2 separate regions of the Ovis aries genome follow, and region 2 is linked to region 1. Evidence: chromatin contacts called from public Hi-C data. All regions are on one chromosome and are shown on one strand. Each heading gives the region's core, a stretch centred on a gene start, on an enhancer-like site or on the middle of the called end of the contact. The rest is flanking DNA. Distances are from core to core; before and after follow the strand shown. Region 1 overlaps LOC132659635 (a long non-coding RNA gene). Region 2 overlaps VWF (von Willebrand factor).

Region 1 (3,060 bases), core at 107-2,606:
CCATGGGATTTTCCAGGCAAGAGTACTGGAGTGGGTTGCCATTTCTTTCTCCAAGGCATCTTCCCGACCCAGGAATTGAACCCAGGCCTCCCACATTACATGCAGACACTTTACCCTCTGAGCCACCAGGGAAGCCCCTAACAGGCCAAACAGTTCTCAAAGCTTTCTGAGAGGCTGTTCTCAGGATATAACGCCTCAGTTTGGCACCAAATGGGAGATAAAAATCTCCCATTTCTTTCTTAGATGGGCCAGTTAATTTTTGTGTTGACACCTGCACCTCACCAATATTTGAAGTCAGTCTCATGCATGCAGCCTCTGAATTCAAGAGGTCTGGATTTAACTCCCACACACTGCTTCCTAGCTGTGTGATCTTGGGCAAGTTACCTAACTTCTCTGAGCATGTTTCCCCAGCCCCCATATGAGGATAAGAGTAGTGTTTGTGTCTTAGTGCAATTGTGAGAATCAAGCAATCCACGAAGAACACGCAGGGGCACACAGTAAGTACCCCACAAAGATGAGCTATTAGGCATATATATTATTTATTATACATAATGGCAGACTAGGTGCCAGGAACAATTTTAAGCACTTTCCACGGGCTGGTGAGTAGGAGGTCCCGATTCAGGAGCTCGGTCTCCCCTCTGGGGCCTTAGGACAAGTCACCTCCCTGCCTGGGCTGGATCGCCCACGCGAGGCCGGGGCCCAGGCTCCGCGAGGTCTAGGGCAGCTCTGACCCCCAAGGTCTGAGTCAGACCCTCTCCGGGCACCGGGCATCGGGCACCAGGTTGGGAAGAGGCGGAAACAGCCTGCGCGCCAAGGAACGGGGTAGGTTTACTGCGTGCGGCTTTGGCGGCAGGGCGGGGTGACCCTGTTCTCTGCGCCGCCGCCTGCAGCCCACCGCACCCGGAGCATCTTAGCGGACCCCACCGGCCTGGCGGGAGCGGCTCCCCAGGGAAGCCCCCTCCTCTGGCCCCGCAGGCAAGACCACCGCCCACCCCGAGCCAGGGGCAGCGCCTCTGCGGCTCCCAAGCTGGCACCCGCCGCCCTGGATCATCAGCCCCGGTCGAGCGCGGAGTCTCCTCCCGAAGCCCCGGCCCCGAAGATGAAGACGCTGAGAGCGAGACTCAGGGCGCCCCCGCTTCGGGAAGGCCCGGGCCCTGCCGCTTGCAGGGCGGCGCCCCCGGGGCCCCTCCCTAGGGTCAGCTCCGGGCGGCTGCCGGGGCGCGGCGGGAGCGGGAAGCCGGAGGACGGCTGACTCATCTTCCCTCCCTCCCTCCCGCCGCCGTGAGTCACCCGCCCGCCCGGAGACCCGCTCCCTCCGCCCCCGCGGCGCCCCCTCGTGGCCACCGGGAAGCCCTGCCGCCCCTGCGCCCCTCCCCGCGCCCTGGGCCCCGCCCACTCCCAGCCCCTGCCCTGCCCCTCCTCTCCCTCGGCTGCTCCACCAGACGCCCTCTGTGCCTCAGTTCAGTTCAGTTCAGCCGCTCAGTTGTGTCCACTATTTGCGACCCCATGGACTGCAGCACGCCAGGCCTCCCTGTCCATCACCAACTCCCGGAATTTACTCAAGCTCATATCCATTGAGTCGGTCATGCCATCCAGCCATCTCATCTTCTGTCGCCCCTTCTCCTGCCCTCAATCTTTCCCAGCATCAGGGTCTTTTCCAATGAGTCAGTTCTTTGCATCAGGTGGCCAAAGTATTGGAGTTTCAGCTTCAGCATCAGTCCTTCCAATGAATATTCAGGACTGATCTCCTTTAGGATGGACTGGTTGGATCTCCTTGCAGTGCAAGGGACCCTCAAGAGTCTTCAACACCACAGTTCACATCAGTTCTTGTGCGTCTTGTGCGCTCAGCTTTCTTTATAGTCCAACTCTCACGTCCATACATGACTACTGGAAAGACCATAGCTTTGACTAGTCGGACCTTTGTTGGCAAAGTAATGTCTCTGCTTTTTAATATGCTATCTAGGTTGGTCGTAACTTTTCTTCCAAGGAGCAAGCGTCTTTTAATTTCATGGCTGCAATCAGTCTACAGTGATTTTGGTGCCCCCTTGGAGCCCCCCAAAATAAAGTCTACCACTGTTTCCATTGTTTCCCCATCTATTTGCCATGAAGTGATGGGACCAGATGTCATGATCTCAGTTTTCTGGTGGCTCAGCTGGTGAAGAACCTGCCTGCAATGCGGGAGACCTGGGTTGGATCCCTGGGTTGGGAAGAACCCCTGGAGAAGGGAAAGGCTACCCACTCCAGTATTCTGGCCTAGAAAATTCCATGGACTGTATAGTCCATGGGGTCATTAAGAGCCAGACACGACTGAGCAACTCTGTGCTTAGTTTATGCGTTTATTTCACACTCACAGCCACCCTGGAGGAGGCAGGTGCCATTATGCACCCAAACTCAGAGAAGGAAAGGAAGACTTAGGTCACTGTATAATGACAATTTGTAGACCACTTATTTAAGCAACACGTTAATTCCACAGCAATTGGGGAATGAGAGATTATCCCCCCACCCTTTACAGGTCAGCTAACAGGAAAAGTCTCAGGAAAGGTAAACGCTTACTGTCATCCTCTAGCCTCTTGGCCACTCCCCCTCCTTCCCTGAAGACTGGGCTCCTGGCCCCAGGCTTGCTCTTCCCAGAAACTACTCACTCTACCAGGCGGCATCCATGCAAAAGACTTACCCATCACCGTGGCCTCTGATCCGGGTCCTCTTCCTCCCCCGTGATGAAAATTCTGACTCAGGCTAACACAGATGAACCTGAGGACATAATGTTCCCAGAAATAAGCCAGTCACACACATGTGCTGTATGATTCCACTTACACGAGGTCCCTACAGTGGTCAAATCCACAGAGACAGAAGGAGATGGAAGGCTGGTTGCCAAGGGCTGCAGGAGGTGGGGGCAGGGGGACATGGGAGGTTGTTGTTTGATGGGTACAGAATTTTCATTTTACAAAATGAAGAGTTTTGGAAATTGATTGCACAGCTGTATGAAGGTACTTAACACTATTGAAGTGTAAACCTAAAAAGATGGTTCAGATGGTAAACTTGGCATTGTGTGGGAGTTTT
Region 2 (3,423 bases), core at 592-3,091, 180 kb before region 1:
CCACAGCAGGCACCCCAGGGAACACCCTCTGATCACAACCCTTGTTGCAGTTAGGAGCCTTAGCAGTAAACCAGCTGCCCACCACCGCCCCCAATGCAGCCCTGCAGGGAGCCCACCCAAGCTGGAAACCCTCAGAGGACCAGAGCCCAGCACCCAGGAACTCCTAGGGTGAACAAGGGGTATCCAGACAGCAATCACCAGCCTCTCATACACAAGAGAGGCCTGTTCCTCGCTCTGGGGGCTCAGGGCGGGTAGGGAGAGAAAGGAATTCCCCTCCCGCCCTCGAGCTCTCCCATCAGAGCACAACAGGGGCTTTGTGTGGTCCGGCTGCCAGGAGGGCGCCTACCTTCAGCAGCAGCCTCCCGCGACCGTCCCAGTCTATCTGCAGGTCCTCCCCGAAGATGAGGTGCAGGGAGGCCGTCACAGTGTGCTGGATCCGGAGGTCACCTGGAACCAAGCAAGGTTGGGATTCAGGCTTGGGGTACGGCCAGGGCAGAGGGCAGCAGGCAGATGGGTTGTAGAGAGAGGTGGGCTTTGTCACAGAGCACTGTGGCAATGAAAGCAGTCAATTAGGGGGCAGCTGGGGGTGGCCATGAGGCTTACAGAGGGTCTCAGAGGAAAGGTGGATCAGGGTGGGTGCAGCGCAAACTGGGCTCCACGTAGAAGAAGGTGCCTCTGCATCGCTCCAGTAGCCTGCCATTTCCCACACTGCCACGAGGGGGCAGTAGAGGCTCCTGCATCCTCAGCTTATACACATGCCCTGAGCCAGGACGGGTTTTTCACTGAACCTCTTCTAAGCCCTTTATCATTCCCTGGGCTGTGGCACATGCTTCCAGGCTGAGTAACCCAGTTCTCACCGCTGAGCAATGCTGTGAGCAAAGCTAAACCTGAGGTTTTCTCTAGAGACGACGTAGGAGGCACACCTCTTATCCTAGAGAACATAGGATCTCATGGGAGACACACAGCATTAAGCACACACAGACAAGCTGTGGACCCACTGGCCCAGGTCACCCACTCTGTGCAACAGGGGGATGCTGAGCCATGAGGTGGCCAGTGGTCACAAGGAAGAGGGGCGGGGTACGGGAGCCCCTTTGAGAGTGAAGGTTGGAATCATACTGTGGGTAATGGTGCATTGCCGCCTGGCAAAGTCACTGAGCAGGGAGCTTTTCCCAGAGGTCACAGGGTCACCTGGCTTTGCCCCATGATGTCTTGGGGTCTGACCCATCACCAGCCACCCCGCCATCATTCAGCTCATCCTCCTCCTCCAGGAAGCCTTCCTTTCTTGCAGCATAAATTCAGACACCAGCCTGTCCTCCAACAATAGCACTCCTTCACAGTCTCACAGAAGAGGCGGCAGTGAGGGGTGGGGGCGCTGAGGGCGAGCTGGGTGGGGGCCTCCAGGGGAGGAGGGCGCCCACCTTGCAGGAGGGGAATCTGGACGTCCTGGCCATCCAGGGCGACTCCACCCCCGTGCTTCAGCTTCAGGAGGCCGTGGTGCGGGCTGGGCAGGCGGACGGTGACGGAGCGGGTGCAGACCGCATCAGGGTCGTCAGCACACTGCCAGGAGGGGCGTGCAGAGGGGTGTCACCACCACCCCCAGCCCAGCCCCCAGCCCATGCACTCAGGGAAAGACCCCAACCAGGCAGCCTCAGCTTCGCTCACTCGGAACCACTCTCTCCTCAAGACTCTAGGCCCAAAGGGAATCAGGGACCCGGATCCTCAAGGAGCCCTGGGCGCCCTGTCTGTCCTCCTCTTTGCTGGGTGGTCCAGAAAAAAGAAGTACACATGGAGTCACCTTGGCCCTCATCCCCGTCGGCACCCCGGGGCTGCCTGGCGGGCTCACCTGAACAGTCTCTATGATGACGGAGAAGGAGTGGTCCTGGCAGTCCTGGGCCAGCAGGTACTGGCAGACCCCGCTGAAGGTGAAGTGCCTGTCATCAAAGCTCTTGAAGTGGGATTGTCCTGTGATGAGACACTCTCCTGGGGGGACAGGGGGAGGGGAGAGTGGGTATCCCAGTGGGTTCCCTGCGGGACAGGGGGAGGGGAGAGGGGGTGTCCCAGTGGGTCCCCTGGGGCTGTCCCAGTGGGGGGCACTTCCTGGGTTTCTGTCCACCACGGTCTAGAGAGGGGCCCCACAGGAGGACTCTACTCAGGCCCCACTTCTCTGGCCATGGGAGGTCAAGGCCCAGTGGGTCAGTCCTGAGCCTCAGGGTGTGAAGTCACACCCAGGGGGCTGGGCTGCGGGGGGTGGTGACGCTGGGTGGTGACACTGGGTCAGAAGCTAGGGTGAGCTCCAGCTCTGGACTCTGGGCTCACTCTGGCTCCCAGCCCTCCCCACTGCCTCCCTGGGTTCTGCTCTGCTGGGGTCAGAAGCCCTTCTCTGCACTGTTATCATGGGGGCTCCCCGCAACCAGGAGAGTCCCTGAGGGCGAGAAGGCAGAAAGCCAGCCCAGAACAGTGATGGGGCCAGCAGTCCAGGGGCCGGGATGCTGTCCTCACCCCCTACCCAGCCGAGGGGCAGTTCTCAGGCTTCTTCATGGGCAAATCCCTGCTGGGACTTCAGCGGGGCCAGTGGGGGCCCAGGACACCATCTGCCCACTATCTCACCACCGCCCGAGCCAGCTCCCCAGCCAGGCTGACACAGCTGGGGGTGGCAGCGAGGACTCCCCAGCATCACCCTGCAGCTCCAGCCCTCGACTTGCCCCAGATCCAACCGCTATTCTGTCCTCCCCAGGCCCCAGATCAGCCCATGGTGCAGGCCCAACACACCCTGGACCACAGACCATCTGTGGGGGGCAAGGGGGCTCTGCCATCATCTCCAGTGACGCCTGCTGGCCCCGCCCCACTCAGGGCATCCCCATCTTGGGGCCCACAATGGCCCCACTGAAGCCCAAGCAGTGTCTGGAGTCCTTCCCAGCACCCCTCTCCGCGTCCCGTCTCCACCTTCTCCTCTACAGACAAATAACCAGGGACACAAGCCATGGCTGTTCCACAAAGTGGGAGCCCTCCTTCCCGGCCCTGTCACCCCCAGCCTGCAAACAGCAAAGACTCATCCTCCACGGCAGGGATCTGCTCTGCACCCCAAGTTCCCCCTAAGTGGGCCCTACAGCCAGCTCCATCTCCAGGGGCTGATGCTGGGCCCTGTCACACAGTCAGGAGTCCCCAAAGGCCTAAGGCGGAGGGGGATGGGGGTGCCAGCTGCCCACCTGTCAAAGACCAGGCTTATCAGCCCCTGACTACCACCTCATGCCTATATCTGCACTGAAAGGCACAGCGGGCATGGGGTGGGACCCCAACTTGGGGTCTCCAGGTGTGGCCCTGCCCTTGGAAGTCAGGGGGAGGGCAAGTAGCCCCCAGACCTCCATTAAAACCCTTAATCAGAGACTTCCCTGGCGGTCCAGTGGCTAAAACTCCACTCCCAGT

Evidence for each region. A called contact is a pair of places that touch in the nucleus more often than the background predicts.
Region 2: a Hi-C map of tail adipose tissue shows a contact between it and region 1, with 10 times the contacts expected there. The contact joins two enhancer-like sites. A contact is called at or near these places in 15 of 16 Hi-C or Micro-C datasets (blood, hypothalamus, liver and 7 more).

What each region holds. Positions count from the first base shown.
Region 1 is chr3:209,912,712-209,915,771 of ARS-UI_Ramb_v3.0, reverse strand. It overlaps LOC132659635 (a long non-coding RNA gene), which reads left to right. Exons shown (of 3, transcript XR_009600295.1): 3 at 1-2,708. Among named protein-coding and RNA genes, the nearest start is that of PLEKHG6, 25 kb to the right of the region's middle. Within about 2 kb of position 1,356, at least 40 of the 54 cell types and tissues checked have an H3K27ac peak or open chromatin away from gene starts, as enhancers often do.
Region 2 is chr3:210,090,364-210,093,786 of ARS-UI_Ramb_v3.0, reverse strand. VWF (von Willebrand factor) reads right to left here. Exons shown (of 52, transcript XM_027967983.2): 11 at 1,844-1,980; 12 at 1,419-1,557; 13 at 347-447. Among named protein-coding and RNA genes, the nearest start is that of VWF, 39 kb to the right of the region's middle. Within about 2 kb of position 1,841, at least 25 of the 54 cell types and tissues checked have an H3K27ac peak or open chromatin away from gene starts, as enhancers often do.